Linked DNA regions of Drosophila melanogaster: region 2 is linked to region 1. The links are chromatin contacts, called in public Hi-C maps. All regions are on one chromosome and are shown on one strand. Each heading gives the region's core, a stretch centred on a gene start, on an enhancer-like site or on the middle of the called end of the contact. The rest is flanking DNA. Distances are from core to core; before and after follow the strand shown.

Region 1 (5,585 bases), core at 1,319-3,818:
GCCCATCATCAAAAGATAAAAGAAATAAACAAACATTCTAGCGCACATGGCAACACATGCAACCGACGCAATTCCCTTTCGACAATCAGTTTAATCGCAGGCGCAACTGTCGGCAAAGCAATTTGCCGCAAAATCATCGGCGTCTCAGTGTAAATTCATGCGACTTGCGAAATGCCAATTGCGCTTTTCAAGTCCGTACGCGAAGTGAGCAGCGAAGATGCGGTGAGTAATGCTCCTATATAACAAATGTACATCTATATAACTATGCAATCCCGCTGGCCAGGTGCACGTAGCGGCGAATCTGCTCAAGGAAAACGCCGGCAAGAAGTGGCGAACCAAGGCGCCGGGAGAGAAATCCGCATACGTTGTGCTGGAGTTCGAGGAGCCGCAACAGATTACGGGCATCGATATTGGCAACGAACATGCCGCCTTCATCGAGGTGCTGGTCAGTCGAACAGGCTGCCAGGCGGACGATTTCCGCGAGCTGCTGCTATCCAGTTCGTTTATGACGCCCATCGAGAGCAAGAATTCCAGCAATCCAAATCGCGTTCGCTGTTTCAGTAGCACTTCGCTGGCGGAGAGTGCACTGCCGGAGAAGTGGAAGCTGCTTCAGATAGTCTGCACACAGCCCTTCAATCGTCATGTGCCATACGGGCTCTCATTCGTCAAGGTGCATGTAGTGGCTGCTGCGGCGCCTAAGGTCAAATCCCTAGTGCCGCAGGGTGTTATGCAATTCGGGACCTTTAAGCTGCGCGAGGAGTCGCCGGACTCGGAAACGGACAATCAAGTGAACAGATTTCACAGCTGGAAGAAGCAGACGCAGCACAAGTCGCCCGCGATCAGTGCGACCTCCACAGCAGCGGCCATTCGGGACGCCGGCTCCACGGCCCTGCGAAGGCTGAGCGCTGGCAAGGTTTCTAGCCTGGCTGCATCGCCCAAAACCTCGACGTCGCCATCACCAGTTCTCAATGCTCTGCGATCGGTTTCTCCGACGCCATTGGATGCCAAGCCCCTGGATCGCAATCGAGCTTCACTCTTGTTCGGCGACGATGATGAGGACGTGAAGGACGCTGAGGTCAATGCAAAGAAACAACGGCTGAGCAAGCATCTGGAGGCGGACAAGGATCGACGGCGATTGGAGCAGGAAAAGGAGAGGGAGAGCAGAAAGAAAAAGTCAAGCAGGCACTCCTTGGATAAGTCAATCAGCAAAGAAGACAAACCACCGGCAAAGGAGCACAATTCGTCCTCCAGAGAAAAATCCACAGCCAAAGAAGAGAAAGAGCAATTACGAAAAGAGGAAAGATCGCATTCGAAGGAGGAGAAGTCCAGGAGGAAGGAGAAATCTAAGCATGATCACAGATCTTCGGACACCTCGAATTCCAAGGAAAGTTCGCGCCCAACTGCGCAAAAGCGACATTCATCTCCCACCGCAGTCGCAGTAACGCCCGCCAAAAAGCAAAAGATCGTGGACACAGCGATTCAATACCGTCCCCTTAATCAGTTACTCAAGGGTGTGGTCCTGGTCATCAGTGGCATACAGGCAAGGAAATTCTTTTGATTGCATCACAACTCGATTTAAACCCATCCCTTCTGCTTTCAGAATCCCGATCGTGCAGACTTGCGTTCGAAAGCGGTCGCCTTGGGAGCCAAGTATAAGGCTGATTGGGGATCAGGATGTACCCATCTGATGTAAGTGAAGTCCAGATTGATCTAGTATGCGCCCGCTAATTCTTAAAATGAAACCCAAACAGATGCGCATTCAAAAACACACCGAAATACAATCAAGTGAAGGGCAAGGGCAAGATTGTGACACGCAGTTGGATCGAGAAATGTTATGAGCTGAAGAAGTACCTGCCATGGCGACGTTACGCCCTGGATACCAATGACATTGGCCAGCCGGAGAGCGATGAGGAGCTTTGCGATGAGGCGACGAGGCCACGGCGCGATTCCAGCAAGGATGATGTGGCAATGCTAGAGGATAGCAAGCTAACAGCTCTAGCGGATCAGAATGATGTGGAAATGAATCCAGATGCCTTATCGGGCATTGATACGGAAGATGAACTGCAGCGCGTGGCTGAGGGTAAACTCTCTGTTGTTCTGCCCTGTTTTTTTTTAGATATTTTATTGTTTGCTTTTAGAAAACAAAACGAAGAAAGCCAAACTAAGGACTACAGTAAAGACGAAATCGCAAGATATATACGAAGTTAGTACCGATGAAGAGGATTATCTGGAGCTAAAGAAGAAACAAATCGATTAGGTGCCATTTCTAACCTCATCTCATATTTTGTATACGACTTTATTACTTAAATTGCTTGTAATGTGCAAGTATCATATTTTTGTACTTTGTTAATCGAATATGCTCGTTATCAAAAATTCGACAAATTCAAAATAAGTGATTAGTTTGGACCATTTTGAAAAAAGAGCCCAAGGAATAAATATTGATATTATAATAGATCTATCGCATGTTCATTTAAAAAAAACTATCAAATAAACCACCTCTGGGCTAATGCGATGGTCCATCTCTAGCAGAAATTCACAAAAAATGTACTAACGCATAGCACGGTACTACAAGGACTTTCCACCCATAGGCATGCTATGGTTAAGCGAAGAAAACCCGTTTACGCCCAAAACTATGCATTAAAAAGACTAAAAAGATAGCGAAAGTGCACAAGTGGAAAACCAATTTGCAGCCCCCGAAAAGAACAAAAAAAAAAACAGGTGGAAAAGCAACAGCTGTCCGCTTTTGACAGCTGCGCTCTCCGCGCTCTCCCACTCGTTGGCGAGAGCTAACGGTGAAAACTCTCTCACTCGCCTGCAGTCGTGTATTTGCTGTCGAGCGAGTAGAGAGCTTTTTTTTTGGGAATTTAACAATCCAGCGCAACTATTGTTTATTTATGGTAAATATCTATGGCTACCACTTGCGTTTTCGCAATGCGATTCACCCAAGCATCCTGGCCAACGCAGTTCCATCCGGATTTGTGCCACTGCAGAGATTCCACTCCAACCTTGCTGAAGCGAAAACGAGTGGTGAAAAGTTGTGGAATTTGGAAAAATCGATACGATTGAGCCATAATTAAAAGTATGCTGCTAACTTGCACTTCACCCCCCCTTTTTTTTTTTAGAGCGTGCCAGTCGTTGAAAAATTGAGTTATTAACAACAAAAATTTTGGGTAAGAAAGTCGTGCTGAAAACGCTGAGAAAAAGTGCAATCCAAATGATTTCGAAGCTATTCAGTGAGAAGTGGAACATTGGGCAGCCTGGGAGTATGCATCAGTTTTTGCACATACCGAATATCCTTCTAATTTTTCTCATTGGTAACTCAAATGTTCCTCAATTCTCTGATGATATATTTTTTTTTATTATCGAAATTCATTTGGAATCATCTTTTTCTCCGTAGAGCAGAATGCCCTGCCTTCTAACGCTTGCGTTCCATTCGCAGATCTAGACCAGAGAACTAAGTAACCAAAGGCCAGCATGGGTAACGAGACCTCCCTGCCCATGGACATGTGTTCCAACTTCGATGCGGACGAGATCCGTAGGCTGGGCAAGCGATTCCGCAAGCTGGATCTGGACAACTCGGGTGCGCTGAGCATAGATGAGTTCATGTCGCTGCCGGAATTGCAGCAGAATCCGCTGGTGCAGCGGGTTATCGATATCTTCGATGCGGATGGAAACGGGGAGGTGGACTTCAAGGAGTTTATCCAGGGAGTGTCGCAGTTTAGCGTGCGCGGCGATAAGCTGTCCAAGCTGCGATTCGCCTTCCGCATCTATGATATGGACAATGATGGCTACATCTCGAACGGGGAACTCTTCCAGGTGCTCAAGATGATGGTGGGCAACAATCTGAAGGACACACAGCTGCAGCAGATCGTGGACAAGACCATTTGCTTTGCGGACAAGGACGAGGATGGCAAGATATCGTTCGATGAATTCTGCTCGGTGGTGGGCAATACCGATATTCACAAGAAAATGGTTGTCGATGTTTAGATTGAGCCACATAATGAGTACTATATATATACAATTGTAGATATGATACAATATGTATAGCCGATTTTCCGTAATGAGTGTGTGTGTGTGTGTGTGTACCTTCACTTCCCTTGAAACATGTTCAGCTTTATAATAAACGGTCTGTCTGTGAGTCTGTGAGGGCGTTTGAGGCGTGCCAAAAACGAAGCAGTTTACTCAATTTATTGATACCTATCGCATATATATAGAGTACACTTTGTTCCAAACGATCCAAACCGATCGATCTCTATCATCCACAGAATGCAATGAATTGTGTCTTATACTCATACTTGAAACCACCGGCAACGGACCACTCAACCAAAGAACTCATCTATACCCCTCCTTCCATTCCTCCTTCCATTCGAAATGACATACTTTCGAGGTTCGAACAGCTCTACGATTGGGATTGTTCGCATCATCTTAAACTAGTTTGTACTATATCCTAAACTCTACGTTCAATTCAAGCCTAACACTTAAGTTCATCTCTCGACTAAATGTTGTGTATAAGATATGTAAAAAAATCAAAAAAAAAAAAAAAAAAAAAATTGACAAAAGAAAACTACAACAACAACTACAATTAAACACTGTTTATCGCAAAGCTAAACTCAAAACCCCCAACAAGCGTTTACTTGGTGATTTTTCGTTGTACTACCACTATCTGTTGATGGGAGGTGGACGAATGTGGGCTGGGTTCTTTGGCCGGCGGGTTCAGATGCCCTCAGAGTTCCACGGTCCGCGAGTCCTTGGACGAAGAACACGTGCGTGTCGTTCAGCTCGGCGCCCGAAATTCCGGATTCCCGAAAGCCGACCCCGTAGAAGATGGTCACCACAAAATGTGGGAAGGAAGCCACCGGCCGAAAGTAACCGAAAACTTTTTGGCCGTTGGCAACGATTAAATGTTTTGTAGGTCACCGATTTTCCAACTACACGTGTGTGTGTGTGTGACGTCCCTCATGTGACAAGACACACCAACATACATGTTACGTATACGCCACGTTGTTTAGAACAAAGCAGTGGAAGAAGTTCATCCATGTTGAGATTAAAATTACCTTAGTATAGAGCAGAAATGTCACAAATGAGTGGGAAAAGTTTATCCATTGATATAAAACATCTATCTACTAATGAAACATAAATATTACGTATACGCCACGTTGTTCAGTACAAATTTGCGAATGCGGAGCCTTCCTGTGGATTTAAAATAGAACATAAATATCGCAAAGCATTAAGAGATGATAATCCATGTTGATATAAAACACTTAAAAAAATGTTACGTATACGCCATGTTGTTCAATACAAATCAGTTGGAGAAGATCATCCCTGCTGCCGCAGAATACTATTTTATATATTTCCCACATTTTTGGTACCGAACTCAACAAGAATTTCTCGCAGTGTGGACAACAGGAAGCCAGCCAACTAGCTGTTGGGTCCGCGTAGAACTTGTACGGTAACAGAGCCTTGACCACGGAGTCACCTGCTGGGCGATTGGGCCACAGTATTAGTGAACTAGGGAGGTCCTGCGAGGGTCCTTTGTGTGCGCCAGTGTGCGAGAATGCGTGAGTGTGTGTGCGTGGTATCAATAA
Region 2 (5,962 bases), core at 2,228-4,727, 100 kb after region 1:
AAATTCCCCACTGCCAAAGCTTTTTTTGAAGCGTTATTCCGGTTTTATTTAGCTTTGTTTTGTTTTGTTTTGATAATCGGAGAACGACGCAAAATCCACGTACTCGATAGCAAATTGTGAAAACAAACGCGCGCGTTGGTATTGGTGAGAGAGCAGCGAGCTACAGACGAGCCTCCCTAACGTGGACCTAGATCAACCGCACTCACGTTAGTCTCAATCAATGTGTTGCAAATAATATTATTTTTTTTTTGTTATTTAGCGCCAGTTTTTAGAATATGTTAGATGCACATTTAGATTGCAGATTTTGTTTATTTAGATACGTTTTATATTTCATGGATTGAATTTTAAGGCCAAGATTCACACACCTATAAATTTGCGAAGGGCTTTTTCTGTTGTCTATTGAAATGTTTAATTTGTATTGAGGTTCCACTGTTCCCCGTTTTTGTTCTGCGACGCATTTCAGTGCTCCACCAGTGGGGCGTTCTCACCGCTTCCTTGCCCCTTTGCCCCTTTGCCGCCTTGCCGCTCCGCTGGCGCCGCCAACCGCCGACGCCGCTGAGCGTATAAAAAGTGCCGGCCGGCAAGCGAATGGCATCAGTTTGCAAGCTTTCAGCTTTGTGGCATAGCGTATCCCAGCGAACTCTAAACCGTTAAACCAAGCAAAAAAGCAACTAGTATTACACCAGTGAAGGTAAATCGCATTGAAGATACTATCAACATGAGCGAGTTGTCCAGACTGCAGCAGCAGCAGCAGCAGGATCAGGATCGGGAGCGTGTTTCCCAAGAGCTGATCGACTGCGATATTGACTTTGTGGAGGATACGACCTCCAAGGTGGAGGAGGAGGCCAGGATGCCACCAGCCAGTTCCAAGCGATACACCAAAGCCCTGAAGAAGGTGACCAAGGTGCAGCGCATGCTGGAGCAGGCCATGATCCTGCTGGCCGAGGAGGAGGCCAGGTGTCGGCAGCAGGAGCAGGAACAGGGCACCAAAAGGACCAAGAAGCAGCTGAAGAAGAAGGCCAAGAAGGACAAGAAGAAGGCCAAGAAGCTGGCCAAGCAACAGGCCAAAAAACAGGCGGAAGAGCAGACGGCGGCTGGCGAGGAGCCCTCCAACACCTCCAGCTCCAGCTCTTCCAGCTCCAGCTCATCCAGTTCCAGCTCCTCCAGTTCGAGCTCCAGCTCCGAGGACGAAGAGGTATTCTATAACGGTTACGGCTGGATCAGCAATCCATGGCGCCGAGGACCACATGGCCATCACGGCTTCGGTCGTCGTCTTGGCCACGGTTTTGGCCACAAGCATGGTCGCAAGCATGGCCACAAACATGGTCACGGGCCGCATCATCATGGCCGACATGGACATCATGGACGGCCGCACCACCACCATCCGCATGGTCACCACTTTGGTCCCCATTTTGGACCACACTTTGGACCTCACGCTGGGCCCTCTCCCTTTGACTTCGATCGGAGATCCTTTCGCGGACCTTGGCATGATCAGTCCCAGTTTTTTCAATGGATGGGCCTGCCGTGGGCCCTGGACAATGCCGCGGCCAATCGGAGGAGCCACTCGCTGCCTAGACTATCTAGGCGCGACTGTCGTGGAGATCTCGGATTCGGATTCGGACCAGGATACGGATACGGATATGGCCAAACGCGTCCACGACATGGCCGTCGACTAGAGAGATCACTTTCCCGTTCAACATCCGGTTCGCTGGAGAGGAAGCACTGCCGCAAGCCGAGGTCCAGTTCCAGTTCCAGCTCCAGTTCTTCCTCGGAGGATGAGAAGAAGAGGCAGAAGTGCAAGGGCAAGGGAAAGGGCAAGGAGAAGAAAAGACAGCAGCGCTCCTCATCCAGCTCCTCATCGAGCTCCAGCTCCAGCTCCAGCTCCAGCTCCAGCTCCAGCTCCAGCTCCGATGGCGAAGTGCAGAAGATTCCCCATCGACGCGGGCACCACTTCGGACCTCCACATGGCCACCACCACTTTGGTCCGCGCCATGAAGGTTACCGTCCCCATCACGGCGGACACCATGGCCATCACTTTGGTCCACATCATGGTCCATTTGTCGAACATGGACATGGCCCCCAATTCGGACCATTCTTTGACGTTCCCCAAAGAGAATCCGGTGAAGGACCGCGTTTTGAGCACCAGCCCCGTCCGGAGTTTCCTATTGCCCATCATCGACCACCACCAGCTGAGTTCCCTCCAGGTCGTCGCAGTCGTTCTCTGTCCCGATCCCACTGCCGCAAGGAAAAGCAGGAGAGTTTCCCCAAAGTCGAGAGGGAGGAGCGCAAGAAGGGCAAAAAGAAGCACGGAAAACGCGCTCATGGACATGGGCATGGACATGGACATGGACATGGCCATGGACATGGACATGGACGTGATTAGGCAATCGCAGCCAGCGTTTAAGATGCATTAAGATTCCTTCAATACAACCTCCCACACATATAACCTTCAATATTACTATACATTTAACACCCAGAAGCTTCTATTCTATTATTCTATAAAAAATCATTAAAAAAACATCTAAAAAAATGAAATTAAATAAAAAAAAAACAAAACTCAAATCTATATACTTCGTATTTTTTATGGAAACTTAATTTATTTATTTTCTTCTCCACGGTACAAGTGCATTCGTTAAGCTCAACTATATAATACCCATTACTTTCTGAGTGCGATTGCAAATGACTCAATTGCATTATTAATGCAGCTGGCGGAAATGAATTAAAACTACACTTTAAACTAGATACATTACGAGTGAGTAATTACTCTATTTGTGTTGCTTAAGTTGGGGAAATGCGAATGGGGGGCTTATGGACATTACGCACCGCGATAAGATTGGTGTATTCCTGCAGAGGTTTTTCCCCAACCAAATGACAATGCAATGGCAGCGATAACAAGCTTGATAGGCTTATCAAATTATAGGTTTTTCACCTGGTTAAATATTATTGTTTTGACACTGCAAAACTCGCAAATTAACCCATTTTAGATTAATTGGTTGGGTTTATATTGTAACAACCTGTGGATGAATCGCGGACGCAGAATGTTGACTGCATTCTCTCCTTCAAGTGGGTACAGTTTGTGGTCGCAACTGTTCTCAGCTGCGGAGGGGAAAGCCTGACAATCAGAGATCCAGCATTCTTGTAATTAAATGTAATATGTCCAAATAAATACACCTTTTAACTTTATTGTGTTAACAACTGAATAGTTAGCCTAACTGCTTATATTGCATATAAGAAAAACATTAATTTTCCTTTAGCTAAAGCTAATGCTTAATCCGCTCTTAAGCGCTTTTAAGAGAAATACAAATACTGGGAACAGCAGTGGGAACACTAAGCGGCTGCGAACACTGTTCCCAGTACCCCAGGCAACTGTGCCCGATTTCTAATTACTGTGTTGTTGGTTGGTTGGTGGGTGGTGGGTGGTGGCCAAATGGTTACCGCTTTTGTCTGGCAGTCGATGGAATCAGTTTTTAGATGGTACGCACCCAACCATTGGAGCTGTCGGCCAAAGTTGAAGAAACGCCGGGTAGTTTGCCTGCGTGGCCAAAGTGCCGTTTAATAATGGAACAAACGCAGTGCCACGGTGAGTTTGTGCCTTTAGCGCTGAACTCCTGACCTCTGACCAGCCGGCGGACCAGGAAGTGAGCGCACCTTTCCATTGCCAAAACGACAACAACAAAAAAGGTGGCAACAGGTAAGCGGAAAAGCACACAAATCTAAGGGGGTGTGTGTGTGTGTGTGCGATTTCAATGGAAAACTTTATTCGATTTTTGTGACAATGTGACAGGCGCAGCAACTTTTCTTGGCCTTTTTCTGCTGTTCGTTGTTATTATAATTTTCTTTTTGTTTTTGGGGCAAGTTTACAATCGGAAAAGTTGATTTGTTTTGCCACAGTGAAAAACGATAGATATTCACAGATATAAATGTACATACATATATGCAGCATAAACTTTATAGCAGCATAGTTCATAGTTAAATGGTTATTAAATACGAAATCGACTTGACTGCATTTTCTTCCGTCTCCACTGCCATTGTCACTTGCAGGTCTTTCAATTTCCCCGAAAACAAAAACTTGCGAAAGGGCGAAGGTAAGAGCAAAAGTGTGGCTTGAATAGCGTAAGCGGGCGGAAGTCGATTTTTGAGCGGAAATAATTTTGCCACATGTTGGTAAAATCAAAAAAAAAAAGTAAAAAAATAAACACGAGGAGGGCAATTCTAAAACAAAGTCACGCGCAGAAAATCAGGGTGAAAGACGGGAAAAATTGCGGCGGGAAACGAAGGTTGTGGCGCAAATCCTTCCGTTGTCGTCATTGTCGAAAGCTTAAAATTCAATATAAGCGAAGGATCTGCCACGCCCCCTTCCGCCACAACCATTTGATTGCCACACTTCCTGTTTCGCCGCATTTGCGATTTTACTTTCAGAGTGCGAACGGTATGCATACCATTATGATATACATATGTATATATATTTTTTTTTAAAATAATTTTCCTTATTTCCCTTAAGACAGGTGGAAAAGCTGCGGGCCTTTAATCTCTGTATGTGTGTGTGTATGTGTGTGTGTGTCAAACGCAGGGAAAGTAAACTCAGCAGACGAATGACTCGAATCAGTTTTATTTGGCCAAAACTTTCGTTTTCCGCTCACTTTTTATTTTGGCTTATTAAAATGCGGTGCTTCGTTTGGGAAATTAAAAAGCCCCATGGATTTTCAAAAAAAAAAAACAATACAGTTATCATCACAGGCAACTTTGTACGTCTGTTTCGTTGTTATTAAGTGACAGCCGAAAAGTATGCACCTCGTTGCATTCCGTGATATCAGTGCAAATAAGCTGAGAGCTGAGATGATGACAGCGTACGCTCGTTTCTTCGAATTTTCCGGTATTTTTTCTTTTTTCTTTTTCTTTTTCCTACGGCACCAGCAGTCTCTGCTAACTGGCAAACAATGACCACCATAATACTACACAATAGATATTTGTCAGGAGGCGTTGGGTGGCTGGGTGACTGGGTGACTGGGTGACTAGTTGGCTAGGTGCGAATGCAGATACATAGAAAGTTATACGAATGTTACGTGAGCAGAGTGCCAGAGCAGTGGAAACTGTAACAATGGGCGGGTGACCCCGACACCTTAACCCAACCACACCCCCCCCTCTCTCTCTCTCCACAATCCTCCTCCATTCGAATGATAACCCTTAGCCCACTTGCAACGCATTTCGTATGCAGCTCTTGTCCGGCAACGCAGCCTTTACGGTTCTCAGTTCTCGGTTCTCGTTTCTGGTTCTCGGTTCTAGTTCTGGGTATGGTTCCTCCATATTCCTCCGGAATGTGCCACGTTACTAACATTTTTTTTCAGTTCCATTTCCAGCAAGCCGGACTAAGCAAACAGTGGCGAAGATGTTGTCTGGACAGCGGCAGCTGGGAATGGATGGACAGAAAAGTGCAGCTTGCAAGGTCAACATGGCGTATGCGCGATGTTTGAGGACTTTCAAACACCCGCTGTACACCTTGGTAATTAATTTTCAGTATACCGAGAACTGCAGACGTGGTACAATTAACTATTTAGACTAAGCTATTCACTAAGTTCAACATAATGGCGAAGCATGAGTTTAGTCAAAAACAGTCGATTCATGTTGAAGATGTCGTTGATTGAAAGCTCCACTAATTGGCAAAAAATATATGAAACGAACAATTTAATAATGATCGAATTTCCCGTGAAATATCCGGCCATCGATACATGAATCTTAGAAGCTTGGTAATTGGAAATTGTCCGGAAAACGAAGAGCAGATATGGCAACCAAATGAAATTGTTTTAATTTGTAAGCAGGCTTGCAGTTAATAAATTATTTGTTTTCCATGTAAATGCAAATGAAAACGATTGGAATTTCCATGGAATGGTGTAGGCTATCGTTTCGAGTACTTACTAATGATAAATGTATAAGTCATTTTTTATGATTATTATTAAATCGATGG

The links. Hi-C and Micro-C count contacts between places; a contact is called where the count stands out from the background.
Region 2: a Hi-C map of the Kc167 cell line shows a contact between it and region 1, with 1.7 times the contacts expected there. The contact joins the promoter of lncRNA:CR44471 here to the promoter of CanB in region 1. A contact is called at or near these places in 16 of 107 Hi-C or Micro-C datasets (the Clone 8 cell line, the D17-c3 cell line, the Kc167 cell line and 5 more) and 1 of 6 datasets of contacts at active chromatin or transcription factors (the Kc167 cell line).

Annotation. Positions count from the first base shown.
Region 1 is chrX:5,329,931-5,335,515 of dm6, forward strand. It overlaps CanB (Calcineurin B), which reads left to right and starts at 2,569. Exons shown (of 3, transcript NM_001258602.1): 1 at 2,569-2,588; 2 at 3,123-3,170; 3 at 3,440-4,519. The coding sequence starts at 3,475. The coding sequence ends at 3,987. It overlaps XRCC1, which reads left to right. Exons shown (of 5, transcript NM_131989.4): 1 at 1-222; 2 at 284-1,540; 3 at 1,601-1,689; 4 at 1,752-2,080; 5 at 2,139-2,505. The coding sequence starts at 172. The coding sequence ends at 2,257.
Region 2 is chrX:5,429,962-5,435,923 of dm6, forward strand. lncRNA:CR44471 (long non-coding RNA:CR44471) reads left to right here and starts at 3,478. Exons shown (of 2, transcript NR_123797.1): 1 at 3,478-3,691; 2 at 5,346-5,836. CG15784 reads left to right here. Exons shown (of 1, transcript NM_001297962.1): 1 at 1-2,565. The coding sequence starts at 719. The coding sequence ends at 2,383.